2 separate regions of the Rattus norvegicus genome follow, and region 2 is linked to region 1. The links are chromatin contacts, called in public Hi-C maps. All regions are on one chromosome and are shown on one strand. Each heading gives the region's core, a stretch centred on a gene start, on an enhancer-like site or on the middle of the called end of the contact. The rest is flanking DNA. Distances are from core to core; before and after follow the strand shown. Region 1 overlaps Mbnl2 (muscleblind-like splicing regulator 2). Region 2 has its middle 59 kb from the start of Rap2a.

Region 1 (5,150 bases), core at 1,616-4,115:
TTTCGTAGACCTAATAAAGTTTCCAGTTGCCTCCTCCAAGGATGTGTGGGCTACGGTACCTTGGGTAAGGAACGCTAGGGAACCACTTCAGCTTGGACTAAAACAGAAAAGACAGCACCGGTATTCGGGCTGCTGTGCTTATTTTGATGTGCTGTTCTCAAAGTTGGTTTTCATTAGTATGTTTGCTCTGTGTGTGTGTGTGTGTGTGTGTGTGTGTGTGTGTGTATGTGTGTGTGTGTGTGTGTGCATGCTTGCAAATAAATACTCATAGAGGCTGATGCCAGAGCATCGGGTCTCCTGGAGCTGGTTGTAGGCCACTGGCCATGGGTGCTGAGAACCAAACTGAGCCCTCTGAAGGAGTCATAAGCACTGTCGACCTCTGAGCCGTCTCTTCAGCCCCGATATTTTAATTAAGCATTTGTTAAAGTGTACATCAGATTTGTAGTGTATTGCCACCTCACCTATATCAACTGTAAGCCTAGTATTTTAATAATATGATTTTTGTCAGTATTTAATGTTCAGAAGCCTTCTGAAGCGTCCAGTTCATCTGGGTATAAAAAAAACTGTCATAAAGAATGGTAGAAGTAGGGGTGGGGGACTTAGCCTAGTGGTAGAGAGCTTGCCTAGCAAACACAATGCCCCGAGGTCGGTCCTCAGCTCTGGAAGAAAAAAGAAAGAATGGGAGAGGCAAAGTGATGAAGAGGTGTGCCAGGAAATACAGATATGGATGTGGTACAGGGACACTTCACCCTAGAATGTACTTCATTCAGACAGTCCCAGTGAGTTAGTGTTCTCAGAGAGAAAAGAAGAAGCAATAAATGAGACTTCCATGGAAACCATTGCCACCCACAAATGGAGCTTCTAAGGAGAAAAACTGAATGTCTCACTCAGCCCTGAGGTCAAATCCCAGAAGTCCTTGAAGCCCACAGCTGCTCTGAGTATGTCCCAGCCTTTTCATCCTACACACGCATGGCGTGCCATAGACAGACAAAGGTACGGCCCTGAGAAACAGTTTTCTGGTCTAGACTCGTCCAGCAACACCAGAGCCCACTCTTCCCTGTCTGTCTCCAGGCACTGACTGGCTTCATGCACTCCATTCACTGGCAGGGGGAAGGCAGGCTGCAGGAGCTCCAGCTTAGCTATTTCCCAGTGGTCTCTCTGTCACGAACACGTTAAAAGCACCCTTGTAAGTTTCCGTAATGCAAACCCCCTTTTTCATTGCTAGGTTTTCTGAAGGGCGCCCATCAGGTGTTTGTAATTTTGTTCTGTCCGGCTTTTTTACTTCATCCAATAAGCAGAACTGTGTACATTCCAAAAAAAATACATCATTATTTTGTCTAAGGAGCTAGTGGGTCCCCTGTACCCTTCAGGGTCTGTTGCTAAACTAAGAGAAAATAGGGGAAAAACTAGAACGTGATTAGCGGAAGACATCACTGGGAAGCAGATCTGTTGTACAGATATAGCATGGAGGCTGGGGACTGAAATACAGGAAAGCCTTATTTAATAGTCAGCTACCTAAATCTAAAATCAAAGTATAAACTGACTATTCGGAGATTCTAAGTATTACCTAACTGCCATGACGTCATTCAAAGACAGTATGATAAATGCATTCTAATCCCATGACAGTATCTACATATAAAAGTTCTATGTTGCCCTTATTCACAGATCAGTCACCCACAGTTCGGTGGGTACCTGAAGCTGCTGCTCTTCTGTAGGATCAATGTTTGGTTCCCAGCACCCGAGTTGAGCAGCTCAGAACTCCCAACACTGTCTTCTGGGCGCCCGCCCCAGTGTAGCATCCTCACTCCCAGACACTCGTGCAGCCAAAGAAGTAAAGATGAGTGATTAAACCTTAGGTGAATAGCCTCAGGATCTCGAAGTTCCAAACCTTCATTTCACATAGATTTCCATAAGTCACCTCCATTTTTAGCCCATTCCATAGACCGCCTCTGTACGCCCAATGAAGTAAAGGACGGACATGTTTATCACTCGAGTATACTAAAGTATTACATATGAACTATATCAGGCATAAACTCTGATATAATAGGATAATAAATTACATCTCTAGAAATAACCCTTTTATTGGGAACTGAAACCCGATGTGCACCAGTGTTAGCTAATATTTACCACAGGGGGTTCGTTCCATCAGTTATTTCTTATTTCTTCTTGGCTACCTAACAAATGAACTTGTGTTCATTAGTGTGCTGCAAAGAGCAAATACTTTTGATAAAACTTTATACCCAAGCGTGATACTTATTGGTCTAGACTGCATAGGCCCAAACCCCTCAACCCAAGAGCATTGGATTAGATAGGGACACCCTTGGGCTGGGGGGGTTAGCTCAGTGGCAGAGTGCTGGCCTAGCATGTGCAAGGCCCTGGAGTCACAGTCCAGTGATGCAGAGCAGAGCAGGGACCTTGGATGTTAACCCCAGAAGCCACAGCTTGGAGCTAGTAGTAGCTTGGCTTGAACTTTGTCTGAGCTTTTGTGTTTATTACAAATATTTTTAACTGCTTAATTAGATGCTTATCCCTTCTCAGTGTGACGTTTAAGCATATCCTGCATTTGAACCTGGTTGCTGTTCAGGCACAAGGCTATGTTTGATAAGACTGCATTTTTTGAGTTGTAACTGAACAGTTAAACTATCTGCTTGATTAATGTGTACAGTTAAGTTCAAAAACAACTTTCCAAGATGAATTCTTTGACTCGACTTTCTGGTCAGTAGATCTAATGTCAGTTTGATTAGTGATATGAGCATAGACCAAAGAAATACAAAGCAAAATCACTTAAAGAGATTGAGGGCGGGACAGACTGCCTGCCCACATACATGCTGCCGTGGTCTCACAGAGCACTGTGTGTGTGAGTCACTACTCCTTGCCACGGGCACACAGAAGAAACGGTCTAGTGCAGACATCCTCAGCATGAAGGGTACAGGCTTTACAAAGTTAATGATCGTGTCAGAACTGTGAGATGTTGGAGATCGTTCTGCTTTCAAATATCTGTCTGCAAAAGAATAAGACTTGAGCTTCTTCTTTTCCCTGCAGGAAGTCTAAATTGCGCTTGTCTTTTTCTTTAACAGATAATTCTGAAATAATCAACAGAAATGGAATGGAATGCCAAGAATCTGCATTGAGAATAACTAAACATTGTTACTGTACATACTATCCCCTTTGCTCCTCAATAGAATTGCCACAAACTGCATGCTAAATTTAGTTCTTCCGGACAGACCGCAACCCTAAGGCTAGTTCTGCTATGTCATATACGAGTATTAAATATGGTATGCTTAGTATATTCCAGCCTAAGATAGTTAACTACCTGAGACCAGCTGCGATGTTCAAAGACATACAGGATGAGGTTTTCTTTTACAGGGTTCTGAGCGTAGTTTCTGTCCCAGGAATATTGTCTTATCTCCATAACTATAGCCGATGCAGAAAGCCCACCCAGTATACACATTTCGACTCAGAATACTTCAAATTTAGCAATAAGCAGTTAGCTTTAGTTTAAGTACCTATTCCAAGGGCAGGTTCGATTCTAATTCCAATCACCACCATTTCATTTCCTGACTGGATCATAAGGGTATGATTTCACTTCCTGAGGAGACGGACACTCGAAGCAGGAGACGGGAAGTGAAGTAAAACACGCACCTGCCTCGCAGGTCTAAAATCTGAGTGGCAGTTCAAGCACAGTTGCCGGGGACACATCAAGAGTGTGGGGTTCGCTTTGCCAGGAGATGCCACACTGAATCATGGGATTCTAGAATAACATTGCATAGATCGAAAAAAAAAAAAAAAAAAACTTTGCACGGTATGACCTTCATACCCAACCCGACAAAGTCTTGGAGGTATTATTTCACAAGTATATTTTTAAAGTTGTTTTATAAGAGAGACTTTGTAGAAGTGCCTAGATTTTGCCAGACTTCATCCAGCTTGACAAGAATGAAAGGCTCATGCCGACAGTCGAATCTAAGGGATTGGTCTTTCAAACTCACCCTCCGGTTGCCTGTTACTGAGTAACTCCTCTAAACTAAAACCTAGTCAAACAGGGAAGCTGTAGGTGAGGAGGTCTGTATAATATTCCAGTTTAAGTACGTCTGAGTTTAGTCACTACAGATGCAAACTGTGACTTTAATCTAAATTACTATGTAAACAAACAAACAAAAAAAAAAGAAGTAGATAGTTTCACTTTTTAAAAAATCCATTACTGTTTTTGCATTTTAAAAGTTGGATTAAAGGGTTGTAACTAACTACAGCATGGAAAAAAATAGTTCTTTTAATTCTTTCACCTTAAAGCATATTTTATGTCTCAAAAGTATAAAAAACTTTAATACAAGTACATACATATTATATATACGCATACATATATATACTATATATGGATGAAACATATTTTAATGTTGTTTACTTTTTTTAAATACTTGGTTGATCTTCAAGGTAATAGCGATACAATTAAATTTTGTTCAGAAGGTTTGTTTTAAAGTTTATTTTAAGCACTATCGTACCAAATATTTCATATTTCACATTTTATATGTTGCACATAGCCTACACAGTACCTAGTTTTTAAATTATTGTTTAAGAAATGAAACAACTGTTATAAATGGATATTATGTGTAATTGTTTAAAACATCCATTTTCTTTGTGAACATTTTAGTGATTGAAGTATTTTGACTTTTGAGATTGAATGTAAAATATTTTAAATTTTTGGTATCATTGCCTGTTCTGAAAACTAAAGGCATCCAACCATATCATTTTTGTTTTGATTGAGAAAAAAACTGCATTTAATTCATGTTGGTCAAAGTCTAATTACTATCTATTTATCTTACATCATAGATCTGATAACTGTATCAAAGAGAAATCCCATTCTGAGTGTAATCTTGAGTAGTGCTTGTATCGTGTTTGTTTTTAATTTGTGGAAAGGTATTGTATCTAACTTGTATCACTTCCATAGTTCTCATCTTCATGTATTATTGATACTTGTAACTCTCTCAGCTATAACAATGTAGTTACGCTACAACTTGCCTAAAACACTCAGACTTATTTTTTTTTCTTTACTTACTCATTTAAACGCATTAAAAAGATAGTAGACTAAAAAGGTAAATTATGGGAATCACCGAAATATTTTTGTAGACTAATTGTTGTAACTGTCTTCTTTTTCT
Region 2 (5,584 bases), core at 539-3,038, 110 kb after region 1:
ATGAAGAGAACCCAAGAACCTTTTTTAGGTAAACATGATCTTTGTCTCTCGATACAAGACAATACACGTTTATTTTAGAGGAGCCAGTAAGAAGGCTTTTCGTATTTCAAGTATCCTATATTTGAAATCCGTTTGTACTGCCGGAAGGTTCTCCAGCAGAGGCACAAAGGACTTGGGATGTGGTGTTTACTGTCCTGTCAAGGGAGTCTACAGAATACAGAAAGGATGGGTGGGAGAGTCTGAGTCTATCGCCACTGGACAGCAGGTCCTGCCCTGAGTTCAGGGAATGGCCAGGAGGCCATACTTCCAGCTGAGCTCTCAAGTGGCTTTAAGCGAAGCATGCTGGAGGAGATACCTGGCAGCCATCCTAAGCTGGGTCTTCAGGCAGCACCTGCACAGAACAGAGACTCTGGCTCTCTGTTCACTGCCGCATGCCAGTCACGTGATCAGTGGATGCACTCCACTAAACCTGCTTTGAAAAGTACGGGCCCTACACACAAAAAAATCTTTGCAGAGAATACCCAGGCACTGTACCTTATAAGGTCTTTTTATCAAAAAGAAAAGAAAAAATATCAAACAAACCAAAAAGCTGGAAGAACAGGAGGAGGAGGGGAAGAGGAGAGAGAGGAGGAGGGGAGGAGGGAGAGAGGGATGAGGAGGGGGAAGGGGAGGAGTGAGACAGGGGAGAAGCTGAAGAGGAGGAGGAAGAGGATGGGGAGGAGAGAGATGGGGAGGAAGAGGAGGGGAAGGAAAGAAAGGGAAAGGAGGAGAAGGGGAGGAGGGGGAGGAGGGGGAGGAGGGAGGAAGGAGAAAGGGAAGAGGAGAGGGAGGAGGAACAGAAGGAGGAGGAGGAAGGAGAGAAGGAGGAAGGGTGTGTGTCAGTCGCTTTTTTCACTGTCTCAGTCTGAGAGTTCATAAGCTCAGGTCCTATCACCCACCTTCCCCAGGTTGACATGACAGCCTGGTGATGAGGCGCTGAGGGCGGCTGCTCACGTTGCATCCATAGCCAGTGTGGGGTTAGAATGAGAATGGCTCCCATGGGCTCATATATTTGAATGTTTGCTCCTCAGCTGGCAGAACAGATTGGGAAGGATTAGGTTTGACTGCCTGAAGGAGATGTGTTAATGGGATGGGGGAGGCTTTAAGTTTTCAAGACCACAGTTGGCCCAGTCCCCTCAGCTTGCTGCCTGTGGACAGATGTGAGCTCTCAGCATACACGCACCATGCCTTCCTGCCGCTGGGCCCCCCACCATGGTGATCATGGACTCACTCTCTGAAACATCAAGGAAGCCTCCAATTAAATGCTTCCATTTATAAGTTGCTGTGGCAATGGTGCCTCTTTACAACAATGGAATGGTTTAATAAAACAAAACAAAAAAGACAGCCAGTCAGCAGAGAGAGATGAATGCTGGTGTGTGGTGAAATGTCCTCATGTACTCATGTATTTGGACACTTGGTCCCTGGCTGTTTTGATACGTTATGGAAACACTGGGAGGTGGAGCCTAGCCCAAGGAAGTGGGCTTTGAGGGTTTGTAGCCTGGCCCTTTTTCTTCTTACCTTGCTTCCTGACCACCAGGCCAGCCTTATGCTCTTGCTGCCAAGCCTTCCCTACCACAATGGGCTGGAACTGTTATCTAAGACAGACCGGCTCTCCCTCATGGCTGTTTCTGCAGGGGTCTTTTGTCATAGCACCAGAAGAGAAACTATCACAGGTGGTTTGGCAATCGGAGATGTTATATTGGATAGAGATTTTGGAAGTCTCTAGAAATTTCTCTATCACTTTTCTGCCCTCTATTGGAGGTCACAGTAACAGCACAGCTGAGAACTGAAACCAAATGGTTGCACAGATCAGGGCCCCAGGGAACAGAAGGCACAAGCAAATTAAAAGATGCTACAAAAGGCTTATTTACAAAGTAGCTAATTTACAAAGGTGTAGACTGTGTAGGGGAAACATCCAGGGAATCTCAGAGGGCTGCAGGGAAACTGTTCCCACTCCTGTACTAGGACCCAGTAGTGAGAATTACAGCATCTAGAGGCTGAGAGAGCTGAGTGCTGGGTGAGGGGCAGCAGCTGTCAGGAAGGGGTACCCCAGGCCACAGCAGACTTACAGGAATTGCCTGTCCCACTCCCTCCCTTCTTCAGTTCTCCTGCCAGGAATTCTCATTGGCTGGACCCCAAAGGAAGCAAGGGGGACTAGGATTCCTTTGATAGTGTCCATGCAAATCAGCCTTCCTGGACAGAAAGCAGAGGGGATATGGGGGAGTCAGATTCTGGAAGGAGAAACAAAATATCTGGCAGCCAGTGGGTTGGACTATAAATAGCATGAAGCCGAGGGAGGGCTTGCTCCAGCTAGGAAGGTAAGGAAGAGCTTCCGAGCCGGATGGGGCATCAAGATAAATGCCATGGGAAGATGGCCTCTTCTTTGTCCATAATAACTGCAGGCCAGAGATAATGAAACAGCCCATGGCCAGGGGTCAGTGAGCTGCCTGAGTCTCTGGCTGTTGCCCTGAGTGGTGTGTAGGAAACATCTGGACATGGAACAAAGCCATTTTTAGTGGGTCATGGGACAGCCTCGCACATCTAACAGTTACACCGAGCAAAGCTGCAGAATGAGAGGCAAGAGAAGGTCAGAATCTCATTGCAGAGAACACAACATCTGAAGGGACATTCCTTTGTTTATTAATTCAGCAAGTGTTTATTACATGCCTATTCTGTATCAAACATTTGAAAGAGACAAAAATAATGCTCTCATTAGCTTGTGTGTGAATGCATGCACGAGAGTGGGGAAAGAGACAGAGAGAGGGAAAGAGAAACAGAGAGAGGGAGAGACAGAGAAACAGACAGGCAGAGAGACAGAGAGAGAGAAAGAGAAACAGAGAGAGGGAAGAGAGAGGGAGAGGGGAGAGAGAGAGAGAGAGAGAGAGAGAGAGAGAGAGAGAGGAGCAGAGAGGCAGAGAGACAGAGAGGCAAACTTTTTGTTTGAAAGAAATAAATCAGGCTCACAGAGATAGCTCAGTCAGTAATCTGCTTTCCATGCAAGCATGAGGACCTGAGCTCAGATCCCCAACATCTGTGTAAAAAGCCTAGTGCAATGGCATGTGTGTATAAACCCAGTGTCAGCGGTGGGGCAGGGGTACACGAATCCTGGAGCTCTCTGGATAGTCAGTCAGCTGACTTGGTTAGCCCTGGGTTCAGAGCTCAAAAATCAAGGTGGGGAAAAACTGAAGAAGATGTTCAACCTCAATCTTTGACTTCCACACACATGTGCACTCCTCCATACATGTGTGCACACATATGGATACATGCACACACAAGAATGCATGTACATATGAGCATGAACACACACATACACACACACACACACACACACACACACACACACACATACACAGTGTAGCCGAGTGTGGTGAATGCGCCTGTAGTCACATCTGGGATCCTGAAGCAGGAAGATCTTAAGTTCACGTCCAACCTGAACTGTGGCGCAAGACCCTGACTCACAAAACCCAAGTGATAGCCATTATGATAATAAAAGGTAAAACACCCAGCATATCAAGAAGGGATAAGTTACGTGGGAAAGTTTCAAATGGGGGGAGCATGCTAGAGAATGTGAGGTTGGGTTGAGGGAACTCCAGGGCTAGCCATCCCCAGTGTGCCCAAAGCATCCACCGAGGTGTAGAGTCTGTCACATCGGTTAGCTCCTGCTGTCAGCTCCCTGAGCACAATCACCATGGGGAAGTGGTTGGCTGTTGGATCCTCAGGTCAGGACGGAATGTGGAAAAAGTTATTGCTTAAAATTACAGTTGTGCTAGGGTGCAAAGTTGCCGATCTTACCAGAGAGGCTATTTACTCCTCTTACCTTGAACTTTGAAAAAATGATTTGATTTGACATATGAGTGTATGTGTTTGTGTGTGTGTGCGCTCACACATGCATGTGCGTGTGTGCATGCATGTGTGGGTATGTGCTCACACATGTGTGGGCATGTGTGCATGCATGTGTGTGTGCGTGTGTGCATGTGCATGTATGTGTACGCACACGCTCGCGTGCCCACATGCAGAGGTCAGAGGACAACTTTCAGGGTCAGTTCTCTCCTTGCACCTTGTGGGACTGGAACTTAGGTCATCGGGACGTGCAGCAGGGGCTTTTCCCTCTGAGCCAACCCTACCTTCGACTTTTGGTGTATCTTTGCTTTAACCAAGTTGTCTTCTTAAACACTGAACTGGGTTGGCCAATTAGATTGAATTATTCACAAAGCTGCTTCTAAGAAACACTGGGCAGAGACTTTGAACGTGGCGCGCAGATCAAAACGGCACATTGTGCATCCTTTCCACCACTGACACCCCCACCCCCACCCCCCACCCCCACCCCACCCCCGTGAAGTCCTGGCTGCCAGTGACTGAGGAAGACCCGGAGAGGCTTCGCACCAGGGTTGAGGATCATGCTCCAACAGCGCCAACAGCGGCTGGTAAGTGTGGTTCCTGGAGTCTCTCCCTTGGGGTAGAAATGGCCTCTTCTAGTCTCTATCGTGTTTGTCTGGGAGCCAACAAGTCTCTAGTGGGGAGAATGGGGGCAAGGATTTCCCAGGCCCGGGAGAGTCCCAAAATCAACAATGGTTGAGTTCAGAATTTCCCATCCGGTTCTCACTCAAGAGCCTTCCAGCTCTGCTGTCACACCGGACAGCCTTTAGACTGTCCCAGTGTGTGTGGTCCCCGATGGATGGTTTCATGTGGACTGGCTGCCCTTTTCCACGCTGTAGGCACAGAAGCCAATCAATCACTAAACCATTACATTCTCTGTTTGCACCCTCTTTCCCTTCCAGACACACTAATTTTAGATTTGCATACAAATGACCCTAAATCGTTCCTCAGGTTTTGAAAAATATTTGTCAACAGAATCACTTTACCCATCTCCTAATTGACAGCTTGGATGTGCCTCTCTGCCTGAGTAGATGGTTGGAGGAATTTAGGATTTGGGAAATAGTTATAAACACAGCCTCTTCCTGTACGTATGCCAAGATCACTGCATTAAGAAGGGCTAACATTCCCCATGGCGGTTTCTTCCTACTGTTTTAAATACTTGCTTAGTTTTTCCCACAGGAAACTTTACAGTTAAATGCCATCCCTAAATCCGTCCTTGTTGCTTATCCCCGACAGTGTTCCTCCTTAGCATCTATCTTGCTGACTCCTCAGTGTGGTCCAGAACGCTTCCTTTCACACTGGTGGGGTGTGGTCAGGGACAGCTAGTTTTCTCATGTGCTCAGTCAGTCTGAACCATTGTCTTCTCTGAGATTCCTTTTCACACTTAAGAAACATCCCCAAGACCCCCGTTGAAGGAATCAGAGAAAGGACTGGAAGAGCTTGAAGGGACTCGAGACCCCATATGAACAACAATGCCAAGCAACCAGAGCTTCCAGGGACTAAGCCACTACCTAAAGTCTATACATGGACTGACCCTGGACTCTGACCTCATAGGTAGCAATGAATAGCCTAGTAAGAGCACCAGTGGAAGGGGAAGCCCTTGGTCCTGCTAAGACTGAACCTCCAGTGAACTAGATTGTGGGGGGAGGGTGGTAATAGGGGGAGGATG

The links. Hi-C and Micro-C count contacts between places; a contact is called where the count stands out from the background.
Region 2: a Hi-C map of Schwann cells shows a contact between it and region 1, with 2.7 times the contacts expected there. The contact joins two enhancer-like sites. A contact is called at or near these places in 4 of 12 Hi-C or Micro-C datasets (Schwann cells, hepatocytes, kidney and 1 more).

What each region holds. Positions count from the first base shown.
Region 1 is chr15:103,943,961-103,949,110 of GRCr8, forward strand. It overlaps Mbnl2 (muscleblind-like splicing regulator 2), which reads left to right. Exons shown (of 9, transcript NM_001111064.2): 9 at 3,078-5,150. The coding sequence ends at 3,092. Among named protein-coding and RNA genes, the nearest start is that of Rap2a, 57 kb to the right of the region's middle. Within about 2 kb of position 2,866, at least 4 of the 93 cell types and tissues checked have an H3K27ac peak or open chromatin away from gene starts, as enhancers often do. A contact at or near this core is called in Schwann cells, where this site is marked.
Region 2 is chr15:104,059,998-104,065,581 of GRCr8, forward strand. No RefSeq gene overlaps it. Among named protein-coding and RNA genes, the nearest start is that of Rap2a, 59 kb to the left of the region's middle. Within about 2 kb of position 1,789, at least 14 of the 93 cell types and tissues checked have an H3K27ac peak or open chromatin away from gene starts, as enhancers often do. A contact at or near this core is called in Schwann cells, where this site is marked.